Linked DNA regions of Mus musculus: regions 2 and 3 are each linked to region 1. The links are chromatin contacts, called in public HiChIP or PLAC-seq maps. All regions are on one chromosome and are shown on one strand. Each heading gives the region's core, a stretch centred on a gene start, on an enhancer-like site or on the middle of the called end of the contact. The rest is flanking DNA. Distances are from core to core; before and after follow the strand shown. Region 1 holds the start of Mavs (mitochondrial antiviral signaling protein). Region 2 holds the start of Adam33 (a disintegrin and metallopeptidase domain 33). Region 3 has its middle 64 kb from the start of Rnf24.

Region 1 (2,700 bases), core at 95-2,594:
AGGAGATAAGATTGAGGTCTGTTGAGCCTTCAGGGGATGAAAAATGAGGCCTCTGTAGAGGCCAGCCTGATGAAACCCTTCCTCCCCCTTTCCCAGGTCACCTAGAAAGATGTGACGATGAGGGAGTCAAATTATTGGTTTTCTGCAGTCCAACCACAACTCTGAATGCAGCCTGGGGGCGGGGAGTGGCATGGAGCCCCACCAAAAGCAGAGGAAGCTCACAGTTATTCATTTCTCGAAGGTTCTCTGTTAACAGAGGCAGCCTGAGGTCCTTTTACTTATGTCCTTTAACACAATCACAAGAGAGGAAGTGATACCAAGCTACACGGCTGACCTGCAGTGTGGAATTTGTACCCAGACTTGTTGCCATGACCTAACAGCATAGAGGTCCCTGCAGCAGGAAAACCACAAAGCCCCTCTTTACACCAAGGTCACTGCCTGGGGATGTGACTATAGGGTGAGAAGATGCAGCATTTAGGCTCTTTGAAGACATAAAAGTCTCTCAGACACAACTGGCATCAATGCTGCCCTTACTGACATTCACCTGAGTTCTGAGATCGAGGCTGAATGCCCTTCAAGTTTTTGAAGCTTCCCGGTATCCAAAGAACATTGTTTTCTGCTTTCTTTTGATTTCATCCTTTTCCTCAAACTTCTTTCTTATATCAGACCCTTTCTTATAACAGAAAGGGAGGTGGCAAGAGTGTCCTGGACACAGCAAAGCTTCCGACCTGACTTCCACAGAGCTTCTGTCCGGGTCGTGGAAATAAATATCCACACTCCCGAGGGACAAGTCTCCTGGCCTCGGACTAGATTCCTGTCGGGACTCAGGTCTCCAAGTGCAGGGAGGCTGTTTTGAACAGATGTTATTGCCTGCAACTGCCCAGATCCAGGATCAGGCCGTAGCCCGGACTGGCAGGCCTACTCCCTGGCGCGGCTGCCACAGGTCGTTGCTCGTAGCCAGGCCTCGCTCGAGTCACCAGGGCCTGGGAGAAGCAGGGGGCACTCCGAGGTTCTTTCTGTCCAGCCTGGGCAAACTCTCGGCACCACCTACCTGCTTGCTAAAGGTGCTGGATGCGGATCAAGGAACTGCCGGGGTCGCGAATCCGTGTGTGGCCGACCTCATTCTCCCCTAGTTCAGGAGCCTCTCCGACCCCACGCGCCCAGGCCCAGGGCGCCCATGCGGACTCCCAGGCGTAACTGGCCCTAGCCAAGGTTCCCTCCCTGAAGGATCTCAGTGAACACAGAGTCCTGAGCACCGACGCCCAGGCTGCAAACTTACCAAGAGAAACCAGACTAGGCAACAGGTTGACCGCGTTCGACTGTGCAGAGCCCTCGCAGATGAAGGGGGCGGGACGAAGCCAGCCACGCAGCTATTGGTCAGGCGTGGGGAGGAGGGGCGGGATCGGAAGCGCAGTCATTGGCCTGGCAGAGCCAGACTGTGATAGAGTTGGAAGTACGGCTGTTGGCTGGGCTGGGGATGCCTGGGCGGAGCTGAGCTAGGCCGGTCGCAGGGCCAGTGGATGAGTCCTGATGTTCCGGAGCGGCTGGTCTAGCGGCTGGTGCCCCGCAGGCCTTGCTTGAGGTCTCTTCTGATTTCCTGCAGGTGCATTAGGGAGATTGTTTCTTCCTGCTTAGTCTAGAACACTTTTCAGGGGAAGTCCAGATACCCAGAAAACTGCAGTTCTTAGATTCCGTTCCATTCCTCAGGCAAAGCAGATCTTCTAGCCAAGTACTGGAGGAGAGAGGGTCTTCATGTGATCTGCTCCTATGTCTCCAGTGCTCCATAAACGTAGTGTCGCACAAAATGTCATAGGGACATGAGTGCCTAGCCAGATGACACCAGCTGGGCTGGTAGGAACAGGATGCAGCAAAAGACTGCATCTATCTGGGGATATGCACCAAGCTACAACCGCTTATAGCTCCAACACCAGGGTAACCCGACTCCTCTGACCTCCACTGGCTTACAGAGACAAAGGAACGAAAGCTTTTCGCTTCCAGTCAATTCTTTCAACCAGAAGTAAAAAACGAACATAGTTAAAAAGAAATCAGTTACCTCAGCACGGCTAGATGGTAGAAATGTCTTATAACTCGATGTAGGTGGAGAGTACGCAGCTGGAGCACATGTAAAAATATATCAACTGGGGCTGGTGAGATGGCTCAGCAGGTAAGGGCACTTTTTGCCAAGCCAGAGATCTGAGTCTGACCACTGTAATCTGCATAATGGAAAGAGAACTAACTCCAAAAAGCATTGGCATTTATCACCCCTCCCATCATAAATATAAAACAGGAAAAAAGCTGAAAAATGCATCAATGACATACTTAATGCTATAATCTCCTATCTAATACAGTTTTAAAGACAAGCCTAAGGGAGCACTGAGGTTAGAGCTGCCACCATGCTGGAACTCTTTGAATGAAATTAGATTTTATTACTGTTTGTTTTAGTTAGGGTTCCCGTTGCTATGAAGAGACATCATGAGCATGGCAACTCTTAGAAAATTTAATTGGCATTTGCTTACAGTACAGAGGTTTAGTTCAATGTGGTCATGGCAGGAAGCAAGGTGAAGTAGGCACCATAGCAGGCAGACATGGTGCTGTAGAGGGGCGGAGAGTTCTGCCTCTGCATCCTCAGGCAGCAAGAAGGAAGAGCAAGTCACTGAGCCTAGGTGGAGCTTCTGAATTTCTTCAACAAGGCCACACCCA
Region 2 (2,700 bases), core at 55-2,554, 170 kb after region 1:
AAGTGCTAGAATTACAGACATGAACTACAGATATCTCCCAGTCTCCTCTCATTCTCCCTCCCTGCCCCCTTTGTATACACATTCACCTGTGTGTGCATGTGTGACTCACTCTGAGTTCTTCCAGTGTTACTCTCCATCAGATTTTTTGAGATAGGGTCTCTTACTGAACCTGGACCTCAAACATTTGCCTGTCTCTGTCCAGTCCAACACTTGGCTTACAAGTTTGTGCAATGGTTCTGGCTTTCTCTGATTGCTGGAGACTTGAACTCAAGAACCAACGCAGGTCCTTTACTTACTAAGCCTTCTCCTTGATGACACCCCTCACCCCACTGCCACACACCAGGTCTCCAGGCTGATCTCACACTTTTTCCATATAGGACTTTGAACTTGTCTTTTGCCTCTCTGCTGGGATACAGGTGTGTGCTGCTACACCCAATTTATGGGATGCTGGGGATGGAACTCAGGGCCCCAATCTTGTATCAACTGAGGTGCGCTCGCTCTCTCGCTCTCATTCTCTCTCTCTCTCTCTCTCTCTCTCTCTCTCTCTCTCTCTCTCTCTCCCCCCTCCTTCCCTTCCCTCTCTCTTCCATGAGACTTCTTTCTATATTGCACAGGCTAGCTATCTTGAGTGTCCTGTCTCGATCCAATTGCCTGACCTATCATACTGGTTTTCTGTTTTTGGTTTTGGTTTTTTCGAGACTGGGTTTCTCTGTGTAGCCCTGGCTGTCCTGGAACTCACTTTGTAGACCAGGCTGGCCTCGAACTCAGAAATCCGCCTGCCTCTGCCTCCCGAGTGCTGGGATTAAAGGCGTGCACCACCACGCCTTTAATCCCAGCATTTGATGTTCGAATCGTATAAATGTTTTTTCTTCTGCCGTTGGAACTTTTACATTCCATATTCTCAGAACGAAATTATTAATCATCTTATTTCAAAGTTAAATCTCTTGCTATCCGAAATCATACCAAGTGTACGAAGTGATCTTTTCAACACGAAAGCAATGTCCTTAAAATTTGGGAAAGGGTCCCTCATGCCTGGGGGTCTGTGGTATAGAACAATTCTGTCCTGGCCATCGCTGTTCCTCTGCCCTGTGCCCACCACTGCATTGCCTTTACCAGGAACCACAGACTTCAGCAACGCGGCCACCACAAGACCCCTAGGTACCCAGATGCATCTCAGCTGCAGTGGGACAGCTTCACTGCTGTGGGACACTAGGTGCAGGTAGACAGATCCTGGGTAGAAAGGAGAATCCAGATGTCACTAGGGAGACTGCGACCAGAGATGTGTGCTAGGCAGACAGAGCAGCTGTGGGGATCACTTAGCTAGTGCCTCTATTCAGCACCAGAGAGGTTCTCTAAGAACCTTCCCGGACTTTCCGCCCTCGCCTCCCTTGGCCAGCGTGGATAGGATTGTTGCAGATAACGCCAGGGAGGGTCATCCTGGCTCCCGCAGCGCGGACTCCTGTTTTGCGGGCCAGGGTAGGGCCACACTCCTGCGCTCCTGTGAGGTGGCGCGAGGCCCGCTGAGGGCGGGAGGAGGCGGCCCCCTCTAGCCGGGGTGGAGCCAACAGCACAGCAAGAGTGAGAGGGAAAGGCACTCCCAGCCATGGGCTCGAGGTGCGGGAGACCCGGGGGGTCTCCGGTGCTGCTATTGCTGCCGCTGTTGCTGCCCTCGTGTCCGCTGCGGAGCGCTCGGATGTTTCCAGGTGAGGATACAGGCGGCGGGGGGGGGGGGGGGGGGGGGCGGCTCTAGGGCAGGGTGAAGTGGTGGTGGTCATGGGTTCCAGTGCAACTACAGAACATAGAGTTCCCGACCCTCGGCTACCTGGCCAGGACAGGATGTGGGAAGGGTCTGTGCTCCTGGTAAGGGTTGGCCCTGGAGCAGACTTGCCCACACTTACTTAGCAAAGCAAATAGGCAACACTACCCTTTCCTCAGTGCTGCCCAGCTCTGTCCGGAAGCTTCTGCACTTCCAAACTGCCAGGCCAGAGTGTCTCCCTGCTCCTGGAAGGACCTGGGGTCCTTGGAGTCCTGGTCTGCCCACAGGCCTAGCTGTCTCATTCGGCTCGTCCTCTTCTCATGCTGGGTCTGGGCAGTGTGTATGGTGTTTATACAGTTGCCTTATGTGGCAGTTCTTCAAACAGGGGTGTCTGCCTAGCCGTGCCTGGGGCTACCACTTTCTCTTCCTACTGTAACCTCTCCTTACTCCGGGACGACAGGGCTCTTAGCATCTCCAAGCCTGTAGGGTGAATCTCCAAACTCCACATAGCAAGCACTAGGCTGGCCAGAAGGCAGAAGGACCACCGGGGAGGAGGCAGTAAGGGCTGAGGGCTGGATATTGGGCAGTCTGGAAACCACCCCATATCTGTTGACTGCTGCTTCCGTAAGGCTTCTGAGGGGGCTGACTGACAGCTGTATTGCCTTTAGCCTGCGGATAGTTAATGGTGAGGAGAGAGAGCCTCTGTGTTTCCTAATGCAGACTGGCTTCCTCAGTTTCCACTTTAGTCCACCGGACTCCTAGCTTGCCTCCTTCCTTGTCTTGCAGGGCTGCACAGAGAACACTCACACCTGAATCCTTATCCTGCACCCTTGGTAATCCGAGGCCAGCAAGACTTGGTTCTCCATACTCAGTTAAGCCTTCTCTTGGCGGAGAGATCTTTAACCTCCAGGAAGGCTTCTCTGTCCTTCCTTCTCCTCCTCTCC
Region 3 (2,700 bases), core at 60-2,559, 180 kb before region 1:
TCCAATGCGTACATGGACAACACACATTGGACTTGGTGGATTGTTTTGCTTTGGTTTTTTGTTTTTTGTTTTTTGTTTTTTTTGAGAGTGGGGGAAGGGTGGGAGGGTGGGCCTGGAAGAATAGGGAGCGAGTATGCTGGGATGCAGTGTACGAAATTCCCAAATAATTAATAAAAACATTATGTTGCGGGGGTGGGGAAATTTCCTTTTCTCAGAGTCAAAATAGTACAAGGCATGCACATGGACCACATGGGCACAAAAGGAATGACACTGACATGGGCTTTCTGTCATTGCCACCAGATCAGGTTGGCAAGAAATCCTCATCAATGACCTACAGTCTAAAGCAGCTGTGGAAGGGTCACTGACCCAGAAACCTCAGGTAGACTGAGAAACCCTGGACAGGAGATGACCTGACTGATAACAACTGTGGGGGCTTCCCAACAGGAGATAGGCATCCCAAACCTGATACAACCTACCACTTCCAGGCTGCAGAGGAGCTGATCTGCAGATGGAATCTTCCATCCCCAAAGTTCCCCTTTTTCAGCCTAAAAACCTACAATGCCCTCACACAATACACACTTCATCTCCACTTCCGCAGAGAGACTGCAGCTCTTCAGTCTTGAATAAAGAATAAATCTTTTTCTAGAGAGGCCCACCTCCTTTCTCCTATTTCCAGGTTGCCTCTATCAGTCTTGATCTACTACCTGTATCCAGAGTGTGTATCCATCTCTGTTCATGACATCTACCTCAGGAGATAGCATGCCTAAAACTGCCTGGAGAGATATTGTTTAAAGAGATGTCCTGAGAAAGCCTAGCTGAGGAGCTAGGACCTTGTGGAAGGTTGGAAGCGGTGGTGGTGGAGTGGTAGAGATCTCTTTCTCTTCAAGGGCCTGCCTGGAAGTGCAGAACTGCAGGTGTGGGGCCCGTGAGAGTCAGATGAGCACCCAGATGAATCCAGCAGGTAGCTAATCCCCGTGGAGGGATCCACAGTCCAGTAAAGACCATCCAGAAGAGAGGAGGTAAGAGAGTGGAGTAAAACCAAGGCAGCCCAAGGGAGATGATCCCATGGCTGATGCATTCAGAATCTGCCCTGTACAGAGGAAGTAGCCCTGGAGACCAGCGATGGGGACCTGGCAAATCTTCACGGCAGGTGGACAGACACACAGCTCATCTCCCCCTCCCCAAAGGTCTTCCTTGAGGAAGACATCGCTAAAAAGAGGACAAAGCTGAGACTGACATGAGCCCTGAAGCCTGTTCCCTGGTGAGTCTACATCGGCTCAACAGTGAGCTGCAGAGGCTGCAGTTGCCACAAGGAGGCATCTTTGAGCCTAGGACCAGGCACCCGCACACTCTTCCCCTTGAGATTTTGCTCTGTGGAATCTCAACCAAGGGCTGTTTTCTCTTTCAGTGAGGGTTCCTTGGATTGAGAGGGGGCGCAATGCCTTTACCTCAGTCAACCAAGTTTAAGTGTCGAAACTGGTAGCCTGTGCTCTAATAACCTGACCTTCACATTCTCCTAACCATGGCCTCAGACAGCTGGACTTAGCCCACCATAGCTATGCAGAGCACATGCCATGTATCGGACCTTTGACAAGATAAGGGGTCATTCAGCAAGCAGATTGGAACAGCTCTGTCCCTTCAAGCCAGGTGTGGTGGTACATGTCTATAATCCTGGTAATCAGGAGGCTAAGGCAGGAAGGCAGGCAATTGTGAATTGGAAACCACCCTAAACTATCCAGCAGACATTGTCTAAACAAACACCCTCCTGCCATAATCCCTAGCATTCAGGAGTCAGAATAAGAGTATATTGAGCCGGGCGTGGTGGCGCACGCCTTTAATCCCAGCACTAGGGAGGCAGAGGCAGGCAGATTTCTGAGTTCGAGGACAGCCTGGTCTACAAAGTGAGTTCCAGGACAGCCAGGGCTATACAGAGAAACTCTGTCTCGAAAAACAAAAAAACAAAAAAACAAAAAACAGAGTATATTGAATTTGAGTCCAGTCTGGACTACATAATGAACTCCAGGGCCAGCTAGGCTATATGAAAACACTCTGCCTCAAAAACAAACAAACAAACAAAACATGAACAAAATATACTCATTTATTAAAAAAAACCCACATATCACCTAACTATATGTTGGCTACACAAAATTCACTTCAAATACATTATAGGTGGGCAATAAGAGAAAGGGTGGATGTGTTACACATCACAAACTTAAACGGGCGCAGGAATGGCTATGCTTGTAGCAGAGATACAGATGTGGGAGGATATGAGAGTGAGGCAAATGTCCAAGAACAGTATATAACAATAACATGGTCAATCCAAGAAGACACAGCAATGCTACACGTGTGCAAACAGAGATACAGGGCATATGGAAGGTCAGTTGACATATAGGAAGGAGAAACAAACACATCATAGTTGAAGATTTTAACTTCTCTCTCAGTAACAGACTATCTAGACAGAAAGCCAAGAAGGAGGGCCTAGGGAGAAGGCTTAATAGATTTGATGCACAAGCATAAGGGCCAGAGTTCAAATCCCCAGCACCCATGTAAATGCTAGGCAGAGTAACAGCCCACCTGTCATCCCACGGCTTGGGAGACAGAGACAGAAGTCTGATCCCTGGAGCAAGCTGGCCAGCCAGCCAAGCCAAATCAGTGAGCTTGAATTAGATTTAAGTGAAGACCTACCTCGGCATGTAAAGT

What was found. HiChIP or PLAC-seq counts read pairs in DNA pulled down with a chosen protein or histone mark.
Region 2: an H3K27ac HiChIP or PLAC-seq map of embryonic stem cells shows a contact between it and region 1, with 7 read pairs. The contact joins the promoter of Adam33 here to the promoter of Mavs in region 1. A contact is called at or near these places in 11 of 39 promoter capture datasets (the C10 cell line, the HPC-7 cell line, Sertoli cells and 7 more), 2 of 15 datasets of contacts at CTCF or cohesin (the NIH/3T3 cell line and pro-B cells), 8 of 484 Hi-C or Micro-C datasets (the G1E-ER4 cell line, bone marrow-derived dendritic cells, bone marrow-derived macrophages and 4 more), 17 of 115 datasets of contacts at active chromatin or transcription factors (the 230-238 cell line, bone marrow-derived macrophages, craniofacial prominence and 8 more) and 5 of 9 other capture datasets (adipose tissue, embryonic stem cells, liver and 2 more).
Region 3: a contact with region 1 is called in an H3K4me3 HiChIP or PLAC-seq map of bone marrow-derived macrophages, with 2.9 times the contacts expected there. The contact joins the enhancer-like site here to the promoter of Mavs in region 1. A contact is called at or near these places in 1 of 39 promoter capture datasets (hippocampal neurons), 1 of 15 datasets of contacts at CTCF or cohesin (pro-B cells), 2 of 484 Hi-C or Micro-C datasets (bone marrow-derived macrophages and memory CD8 T cells), 5 of 115 datasets of contacts at active chromatin or transcription factors (astrocytes, bone marrow-derived macrophages, embryonic stem cells and 2 more) and 4 of 9 other capture datasets (adipose tissue, embryonic stem cells, liver and 1 more).

What each region holds. Positions count from the first base shown.
Region 1 is chr2:131,232,707-131,235,406 of GRCm38.p6, reverse strand. Mavs (mitochondrial antiviral signaling protein) reads right to left here and starts at 1,344. Exons shown (of 7, transcript NM_001206385.1): 1 at 1,280-1,344.
Region 2 is chr2:131,062,418-131,065,117 of GRCm38.p6, reverse strand. It overlaps Adam33 (a disintegrin and metallopeptidase domain 33), which reads left to right and starts at 1,304. Exons shown (of 21, transcript NM_033615.3): 1 at 1,304-1,703. The coding sequence starts at 1,604.
Region 3 is chr2:131,415,305-131,418,004 of GRCm38.p6, reverse strand. No RefSeq gene overlaps it. Among named protein-coding and RNA genes, the nearest start is that of Rnf24, 64 kb to the right of the region's middle. Within about 2 kb of position 1,309, at least 33 of the 459 cell types and tissues checked have an H3K27ac peak or open chromatin away from gene starts, as enhancers often do. A contact at or near this core is called in bone marrow-derived macrophages, where this site is marked.